2 separate regions of the Gossypium hirsutum genome follow, and region 1 is linked to region 2. Evidence: chromatin contacts called from public Hi-C data. All regions are on one chromosome and are shown on one strand. Each heading gives the region's core, a stretch centred on a gene start, on an enhancer-like site or on the middle of the called end of the contact. The rest is flanking DNA. Distances are from core to core; before and after follow the strand shown.

Evidence for each region. Hi-C and Micro-C count contacts between places; a contact is called where the count stands out from the background.
Region 1: a contact with region 2 is called in a Hi-C map of leaf, with 3 times the contacts expected there. The contact joins the promoter of LOC107897738 here to the promoter of LOC107897058 in region 2. A contact is called at or near these places in 2 of 34 Hi-C or Micro-C datasets (both in leaf).

The regions. Positions count from the first base shown.
Region 1 is chrA10:26,763,878-26,769,357 of Gossypium_hirsutum_v2.1, reverse strand. It overlaps LOC107897738 (60S ribosomal protein L23), which reads right to left and starts at 1,413. Exons shown (of 6, transcript XM_016823301.2): 1 at 1,007-1,413; 2 at 912-937; 3 at 98-266. The coding sequence starts at 110.
Region 2 is chrA10:26,082,048-26,087,238 of Gossypium_hirsutum_v2.1, reverse strand. LOC107897058 (plasmodesmata-located protein 2) reads left to right here and starts at 3,262. Exons shown (of 3, transcript XM_016822396.2): 1 at 3,262-4,540; 2 at 4,619-4,735; 3 at 4,830-5,039. The coding sequence starts at 3,754. The coding sequence ends at 4,837.

The DNA of each region.
Region 1 (5,480 bases), core at 164-2,663, 680 kb before region 2:
ATGAAAGAAAATATAAAAGGTGGATCTTGTCTTCATTTGGCTTGCTCTTTTTTTTTTCTCGGGAAACAAACGGAAAGAGAGAAATATACAAACTAACCTCGCTTCGACATTTTCGACGGCTGGAGAGAAACAGAAAGCAAGGACTAGGGAGATTTGAGCTTTATATAGATGGTGTAGTTAGGGTTTCTTTGGGTTTTGCATTTCAGGTGACTGAACTGTTCCCGATGGGCATGAAATTGGGCCTGCCCATAACCTTGGGCATCCACCTAATAGATTTGAGAAATTCAATTATATTTGATTAATAAATAGTAAAATCAATTTTAGAATGTCTTTGATAAATTATTAAAAATATATATTTTATTGAGAACATTTAATTTTTTTAATGGTGATTAATAATAATAATATTAAAATTTTACTTAATATATAATTTTTTAAAAACTGCTAATATGATAAATAAGTAGATAGATAACTACTTACAAATGTAACGTTGAAAATATTATGTTTAATTCTTTTATAATAAATCATGATCCCTCATATTATTTATAGATAAAAATAATTAATTTTTTAGTGCATTAATTTTAAATAAAAATAATTTTTTAATATTTCCCAGTGTTCACGAAAATACTAAAAATATGATTGAATCATTGATCAAATTAATTCGAAGATATTACCTCGTTTAAAAATATATATATACACAAAAAAATTCAACTAAATATTCTAATTTTTAGTTTTGAAATTATAATAAAATTTAATGCCTCAACGGAAACACTACCACATTCCGTCAAATACATTGTCGATACTTTTTTCTTTTGTTTCTAAAAAGCAATTTTAATTTTCTCAGATCTAAATTAAAATTAGATATTAAATAGAGAATTAAAATAGCTAAAAATGGTAAGAATGCACCGAGCTACCCGCGTGTACCATCTAACCCGTTTCCCTGAAATGCAAACAAACAAAAAAAGTTAGAGAAGAAACTTAAAATTACAGGGCCTAAAGTGCGGTTTACCTCCAAAAAGGTTGATGGACTAATGCTGGAATTTCCTCTGTCTTCCCTTTTCTCGTGTAGAAACTGCCAAAAGTTTTTTCTTTAACAATTTGCCCTTTTTCTTTTTCCTTTTATTTTCTCTCTTCTTTTTTCTCCTTTTTCTTCTTCTAGTAGCCCTAGTTGCCGCCTTCACACCGCCTCACTACGGTTCTGTCACTAGCACACCATCGCACCAAAATGCTCCTCTCTATCTCCTCTCCTCAAGTTCCCTCTAATTTTCTAAAAGAACTTCTAAAAAAATCTCAAAATCAACCTAAAAGCTTTTTAATCTTCACGCTTTTCGAGCTCCATCATCCAACGAGCCACAATTTTTGGTATATTCTTCTCAACGACGCCTCCCCCCTTACCGTTCGGATTCACGAATGGAGTCCCCAAGTTATGGCTTCATTATTATTATTATTTTTAACTTTGATGTTGTTTGATAAACTGAAAAAATCAAATACTAAAAAAATTTAGTGTTAAAAAATTAAATATAAAAAATATAAATATTAAATTTAAATTATAAAATTCGTTTTAATCAAATGGATGAACTAGTGATGGTAATAATGGAGTTGGGAACCCCAATAAATGATCTAAGAGAATGATGGTGAAAAAGGCCCAAACTTAGTTTTGATTTAAAATCAACTCCCTTTCAAAAGGTCCAAAAACAAGCCCATAATTGATTTTATAAAATGAATTCAGTTAAACCTAAATTTAATCAAACTTAAAAAAGACTTTATTATTTGTGATCTTTTTCAAGTAAATTCATCAAATGTAAATAAGTCAATAAATTAAGGATTTTGTGAACTTTTAAAATTAACAATTAAACTTGAATTAAATCAAATTTAACGTTTTGGGCTCAAATATCTGTTATGCACACATCTAGAAAATATGAGAAATGTTCTTTATGCTTTTGCAATAGGAAGTCTCATGTATGTTATGTTATGCATACGTCCATATATCTATTTGGTAGTAGGGTTGATGAGTCGATATCAGACGAATCCCGGTCCAAGACACTAGTAAGCAATTAAGGATATACTCAAGTATTTATGGAGAATGAGGGATTATATGCTTGTGTATTTTGGAAGAGATCTTATTCCTATCGGATATACTGATTCTGTGTCTGTGACATGTGAATTTATATCTGCGAAATTTCTGTGATTTAATTTGTCTGTTTCTATGCTTAATTATGAAAAAGGACTTAATCGAAGTGAATGCAAAAGTAGCTTTCTATTTGATTAAGTGCCTAATTGATTTGTCTTGTTAAATATGAGGTCTTTAAGATGCAATTAGACCATTGTTATATGATATGGACAATTATTGACATTAGTGGATGGAAATTAATGTTTTATTAACAATGTTAAAAAGGTAAAAAGCGTATAAATGATATATTAAATAAAAACAAACATTTTTAATATAAACATGAAATGTGTCCATAATAGGTTGTTCTTGCCGAAAATTAAAGGAAAAAAGAAAGAAATAAGCTTATTTAAGGTTCGGCCCTTGTTCATCTTGATTAAGGTATGAATTTTTGACCGTTTTTAATAATTTCTACGTTTCTGTGATCGTTGTTTCGTGTTCTTCAGAGCCCATGTCTGAATTTCTGTTTCTGTTAAAGATTTCATGAAATGCCATTGTTGATATCATGAGTTTTGTGATGTTTTTGAATGAATCATAAAGGCTTGGTAGATGACTTATAAATTTTGTCTTTGAAATTTTGATGAAATAGAGCTATTTGGGTTAATTTTTGAAAATGAGGTTTTGAAATACTAAATTGTGAAGTAAATATGTTATTTGGGCTTGTATGGAAACCATGTATATTCGGCCAAGCTATAGTCTTGGTGAATTTTTGCATATTTGTGATTTTGTGAAAAATAGACTAAATTGTCAAAGTGTGAAAATGTAAGGGCTAAAATGAAAAGTGCCCTAAATATGTGTTCATGGATTATTTTGAGTGAAATGAATGATTGAATGGTTGAATTTGAATTGTATTAGATCAAGAACAAAGAAAATCAGACTTAGATCGAGGGAAGTCCAAAAATAGTTGAATTGTCGACTCATTCAATCTGAAATCCGTACGAGGTAAGTCAAATTACAATTACGTGTTAAACTGATTAAATTCTACATATACAAACTTTAATTTGTATTGGATGGCCTTGAGAGCCTGATGAATACCTTTTGAGTAAATTCTGTTAATATGTTGGTGTTTGAAAAGCTCTGTATACTTCTAAAGGAACATTGACAACTATCTGAGATATCGTGTAAGACCGTGTCTGGGACATAGGCCTCGATTGAGATTTACGTATAAGACCATGTGTGGGACATCGGCATCGTATCTGATTTTGTATAAGACCTTGTCTGGGACAGAGGCATCGATATTGAATTACATGTAAGACCACGTCCGAGACGTCGATGTTGTACTTGTTTACGAGTATCTGTATCGTTTCTGAACTGTCTGATGAAAGAGTACAAATATGAGAATGAGTTTATGAAATGTATAACCTATACAGGAACGTATGAATCGTACTAAAATTCTGAATATGAAAGACTCTATCTTTGTGAAATATGTATGGAATTTGGAAATGAAGCATGACATAAATGCAAACAAAGGAGCACTGTTAAGCTTATGAATTATTCTATGAAATGGCTATGAATCTTTATGGTTGAATTGTACTTATATGCTTTAGTAGTTAAACCAATTGTATTTGGCTTATTAAGCTCTTTGTAGCTTACTCTATGTGATTTCTGCCTGTTTTACAGTTATCGTAGCCACTAAAGGCTCGGGGATAGTCGAGGATCGTCACTATACTATCGAGCTCATTTTGATACTTTTGAAAGTGTAAATATTTTAAAGTATGGCATGTATAGGCTAGAAGGTTTATGTATTAAGTTTTGAATTGTAAAAATAGGTTATGCAATAAAAGTTGGCTATTAAATGGTATGTTTGTGTTAAGTTTTGGTATGGTTTGAATGAGTTGTTGAATGATGATGAAATAGTTGTAATGAAGCATGTTTTGAGCATGAAATTGGGTGAATATTTTTGTAGGAATGTTGTTTAATTTGGCTTGTAGGAATGGCCCATAAAGGGGTGGCAAATTGGCTTAAACCAAGCTTGCATTGTGACATACGGCCATAGCACACGGGCGTGTTTGTTGGCCGTGGGCTTAAGTTAGTAGCTAGGTAAGTACCACACGGCCATGACATACGGCCGTGTCTGTTGGCCGTGTGAAAAAGTCAGTATAGGACCTCTTTTTAGCACGGTTGAATCATATGGGCGTGTTTAGTGCCCGTGTGTGTCACACGGCTTAGTCACAAGGGCGTGTGACTTTAACAGTTTTGAAAGATTTGGTTAAGTTTTAAAAATTATGAATGTGTTCGTTTTAGTCCAGACCTTTCTTAAAAGCACATTTTAGGTCTCGTAGACCATCTTAAGAGATGATTGCTTATGAAATGAGGTTATACTATATCTGTGATTCTAAATTGGTGTGAAAGGTTTTGTTTGTCTGGTAATGCCCCTTACCTATTCCGGCGATAGATACGGAATAGGGGTGTTACTTTTTATTGGTATCAGAGCTATGGTTTAATTGGTTCTAAGACTACCATAGTGTATGTGAGTCTAGCTATACATGCCATATATCTGAATCTGTGATAGTGTGAGGACTCCTGACATTGAAATGTGCTTTTATATATAGCAATGGATCCCAATAGAGCTGTAGCTGACGATGTTGAAAGCAATGCACTTGCCCCCACGCAAGGGACAGTGCAAGATGATTCACAACCGGCTATGAGTAGCCGTGATAGTGAGGCTAAACAAGTCTTCTATCAGATGATGAATGAATGGTTCACCCAATACATAAGAACCAATCCGATTATACAACAACCTCCACCTCGATTAATCTTTCTCAAGTTTCTGTCATGCCCTTTGTGAATCCGGTTCAGTCAAGTAAACCACCAATTGATAAGATTAGAAAGTATGGGGCTGAAGAGTTCTGAGCCACAACAAATGATGATGCTAAATGAGCCGAATTCTTGTTAGAGAATACAATACGAGTGTTTGATGAAATGTCTTTGAATCTTGAAGAATGTGTAAAGTATGCTGTTTCACTTCTGAGAGATACGGCGTATCATTGGTGGAAAACTTTGACGTCTGTGGTTCTGAGTGAACGAGTTACGTGGGATTTCTTCCAATCTGAATTCCGGAAGAAATATATCAGTTAGAGATTCATTGATCAGAAACGCAAAGAGTTTCTTGAGCTTAAACAAGGTCGTATGTCTAGTACTGAATACGAACGTGAATTTGTGAGATTGAGCTAGTATGCTCGTGAATGTGTATCGAATGAAGCAATAATGTGCAAAAGGTTTGAAGATGGACTAAAAGAAGATATCCATCTGTTAGTTTGGATTTTGGAAATTAAAGAAATGGTAGTGCTAGTTGAGCGAGCTTGTAAACCCGAAG
Region 2 (5,191 bases), core at 2,013-4,512:
ATTACACAATTAGCTCATTATATGCTTCATATTCCACAATGGTTCAAACCAAATCAATTCACATAATTATACATATCTCTACATTTCATCACATCAATACCATAATGAAATATATTTGAATAATCATTTTTTATACAACCTTCAAACAAATATACACTATAATTATCAAATAAATTTAACCTTAGTCACATATTTTCATAGCCTGATGAACTATAGTAACATGAATCGGATACTCGGGTACTCCAAATCACACTAGAGAGCATTGAAATGCTAATAGAGGAATCGAAATGCAATCTTGTACAAACGCGCGTTCTAACCTTATTGGCATGCCAATCGTATCCTAATCGTTTACTATGTTCAAACGAACATTTTAACAGAGTTTATTACAATTATAATTTAGAGGTACTTCCAAAAACACACTAGTACACATGCTTTCAATCAGTTAATTTCATTTCAATATCATATAACCATATTATCGCAAATAATAATCAATTATTGAATATCCATTTTCTCACTTGTACTTAATTATAAGCATTTTAAAATTTACAACTTAATATCGAAATTTAACATCAAATACAATTGACCTAAAACATATTAGCACAAGTTATAAATAAATACATATATTTATTTATATGAACTTACCTAAGATATGTTATCGATTGACTTGTAGGGACTAATCCGCGATTTTCCCTTTTCCCCAGTTATCCCTCGTACGATTTAATTCTTGATCTATATAATGATTAAATTCAGTTTATCAAATTCAAATACATTATCAAACTCATTTCTATGCATATGACCTTTAAATTTCATTTTATATTTTTTTCCTGAATTTTTACACTTTATTCAATTTAATCCCTAAAATCGAAACAAATTTATTTCCACAATTAGTCCCTAAACTCTTTGTGTCAAACTCATTAATACCCCAAAATAGTCCTCACATGTTGATATTTCACAAGAAAAACATGACATATTTAATTTATTTTTAATTTAATCCCTAAACATAAAAACTATATAAAATCATTTTACAAACTAGCCTAAAATCACCATCAAGCTTCAAACCAAACCAATTACAATTAAAAAGCTTCAAAAATATTGATGGAAATTTTTCAAAAATTTGATAAAATCACCCTGGGCTAGATAAACTAAGTTACAACAATCTTAAAAACATAAAATTTTCGAATAACGGACTCAAAACGGACTTACATACAAGAGATTATCAATGGTCGAACCATCAAGCTTCTTTAATGACATTTTCTAGCCCTATTTTCTGTGGAGAAGATAAACTAAAAAGATGATATCAATTGTTTCTTCATTTTACTTTAACATATTTATTAATTTACTAAATTAACCTTGTTAATTAACCTTATAATCACTTAGTTTTATGTCCAAAAATGTCCACTAATAATAATAATGGTCTAATAACCATATAAATCCCCTTACTTTAAAATTTCATTAGCTTATTGATACCTTTAACTTATAGAACTCTTATTTTACACCTTTTACGATTTAGTCCTTTCCACATAATTAAGCATGCAAATGTCAAAATTTCTTAATGAAATTTTTATACGACTCTACTAATATATCGTAGACATTAAAATAATAATAAAAAATAATTTTTTCATCATATTTGTGGTCTCAAAACCACTATTCTGATTTCACTAAAAATAGGCTGTTACACTATTGAAAACGAATTGTTTCAATTATTTATGCACCATACACATTACGCCAAACGTTTCATGCATTTTTATGTCAACATAACAAGCCTCACAATACATCAATATTCAGTTAAAGAGTAACTCATTATTTACACAACATTCAGCCATAGGAAACGCATCATTTGTACAACAATCAACTAAACATGCCCAGCACATGATATTGAAAATAAATTAATAACCATCTAAGACTTGAGTTTTAGAACTCACTTGGAGGTCAACGCCAAATCCATCTACTTAGTTTTTTCAGCTACTTGAGCCTCCAACTTACAGAACATAACAACTATTTCATAATTTCTAATGAAGATAATTCATCATCATAAGAACCATACTTGTTTGCATGTAAAGGCCATTTAAATGATTATCTTTAACCAAAACAAAACATAATCGATGGAAAACTAAAATCCTTAACTTTCTTTCCTTTCCTTAAATCCGTTAATATGGAGAGGTTAGGAAGTTTACCAGCTTGCAAAATTTCCAGTTTCTTAGAATCAAACTTTAGTCTCTTCCTCTATGCATAATGCTCCTTAATCCTTCTTTCTTCCAAAACAAACTAGAGAAAATGATGAAAGGAAGATAAAAAAAAATGAAAGAACAGCCTGGAGAACAATGTCTCTCCCTTATATAATACTTCTGCACTTTCTTCACCCATACCAATTCAATAGCCAAGTGTACATACCCATAACCATCATGTCTTCCACGAAGAAATCTTTAGTTCAAGCATAATCGAACTAAAGGTTGAAATCCAATATTTCCACAACCAGCCCATAAATCCGTCATTTTTGCATTAGAGCCCATTCAATTTGTAACTTTTTCAGTAACCAAAGTCACTATTCCAACTTAAATTTAACATTTCGAGGTGTGACAGAGCGGCTATTGCACAATATGGCTATGAAAATTGTATAGTAATGTTAGCCGAGGATACAAAGCTACATTTTCAACTTCTCATTGTTCGTGTGATCCTTCTACGATTGTCAAGCTCGACTCAGTGTGGTTGCATTTGCTAAAGCATGAATAAGAAATAGAAGGCTATCTTTGAGAACAAAGTGATAGTAAGTTGGAAGTTTAAGCCTTTATTAACGAATATTTAGCAACTACTAGAACAACTATCTATCCAGTGTATTCAAATTGGCCTTCGTTATAATGCCAAGTCAATCGAATGGCACAACAAGTGATTGCCTATAAAATGTTATTTAGTTGCCCCTAACTTTGCATTTGCTATGTTATAAAGAAGAAGAAGAAGAAGAAGACTCATGGGCACCGCATTGCCCTTGACATCTCTATTACCAAATCAGGATTCTTTAAAAAAAAACAATAGGACTAATTATGATGAGATTAAAATAATAACGAATGAGAGATTTTATTCTAATAATGAAATGAGATGATGATGATGATGATGATGATGATGATAGTAGTAGTAATAATAATAGATTAAAGTGTACATATTTTAAATAACAAAAAAAAAAGTTAAAAATGTGTGATATTTTTTAAGATTATATTAAATATTAATTCTAAAACTTAAAAACTAGTTTCAAAGCTGTTGTCAAGTGTGACAAGCTTGAGTCAAACTTGAGGTACTTACATATTACCTCTCACAAAATCACATTCATTTATAATTAGTCCTTGCGATCTTTTAAAGAAGAAAATATTACTTCGACTTCTCAACTTTATTTTAATGTGATTTTGTTCTCATTCTCCTGAAAATATTAAAGAGAGTTGTTTTAGTTTTAATTAAATCTGTTCCAAGCATTCCCAAGCATTCCCATTTAAAAAAATATATTTCTTTATTTTATCATTTTCTTTGGTGCAGTGTTATCTCTCTCGTCTCGTTAATAGCGAAAGATAAACCTTTGTCTCTCCATCTCTCATTTTATTTGCACGGCTCCAGAGGTAGGCCATTGAGAGAAAAGTAAAGGTAGAAAACTCTCAAAACCCCTACCCCGAACGGTGAATCTGGGAAAACCCACTCAGCTCATTTAGATCCCTACCAAATCTGCAAAAAACATACCATGATTTGATCCCAAAAACCCACCCCAAACAAATGGGTTTTGGTTTTTCTTCAAAACCCTTCTTCCTTTTCCTCTCATTTCTTGTTTTCTTTACCAATCTTGAACTTTACCCTCTTGTTGAATCAGCCCCTGATTACACAACTTTGGTCTACAAAGGTTGTGCTAAGCAGTCTTTCACAGATCCAGCTGGGATATACTCCCAGGCCTTGTCTGCCTTGTTTCAGACCTTGCTTTCACAGTCCATGAAGGTAAAGTTTTACAAGACAACAACGGGTACTGGCCAAACCACAATCACTGGTCTTTTTCAATGTAGGGGAGATCTCAGTAACAGTGATTGTTACAGCTGTGCCAGCAGGCTCCCAACTTTAGCCGACAAACTTTGTGGCAAAACTTTAGCTGCAAGAATCCAACTTTATGGTTGCTACATGTTGTATGAAGTTGCTGGGTTTGCTCAAATCTCTGGCATGGAGATGTTGTTCAAGACTTGTGGTGCTACAAATGTTGCTGGGACTGGGTTTGAAGAGAGGAGGGACACTGCCTTTTCAGTGTTGGAAAGTGGGGTGATTAGCAACCATGGTTTTTACACCACAAATTACCAATCTGTTTATCTTTTGGGGCAATGTGAAGGAGATGTGGGGGATTCAGATTGTGGTGAGTGCGTAAAGAGTGCTGTTCAAAGAGCTCAAGTGGAGTGTGGGAGTTCCATCTCAGGTCAAATCTATCTTCACAAATGCTTTATCAGTTACAACTATTATCCTAATGGGGTCCCTAGAAGATCATCTTCTTCTTCATATCCACATTCTTCTTCATCTTCATCAGGTATTGTATGAAATTGAATCCTTTTTCAGATTAAAGACTTCAGAATGGTTGAATAAATCATGTGTTTGATTGATGTAGGAACAGGGCAAAATACAGGGAAGACAGTGGCTATAATATTAGGAGGAGCAGCAAGTGTTGGATTCCTTGTCATTTTGTTGATGTTTGCAAGGGGTGTGATGAAGAAAAAACATGACGGTATGTATTTCTGTAATACACACAAATTGATCTATATACTGTATTCTCTATTTATGCTTTCAAATGTTGAATCTTTTCCTCTTTATTTTTCCAGATTACTGAAGGGTTCAGAGCTCATTTAGAGGTGGGATTCTTTCTAGTTGAGAATTTCTTTCCTTGTTTATCATTTTGAAATGGGTTTTTGACTTTTTGTTGTTGAATGTAATTTGGTGAAGAAAAAACCAGGCATATATATATTTGAGGGTCTCACCAATTATATCTAGCAGCAGTTCAAATTCAATTCTAGTATATGCAATTTTTCTTGTTCTCCTTGAAAATGTAAACATGAAATTTTTTTTTCACAAAATGTGAAAAAAGAGGTTATATAATATTATAAGCGACTATAAAAAAACTATTGTTTTTTTATTATTATTTGCTCTTCATAATTTAGCACCTTTTTATTTCCTGGCCATGTGG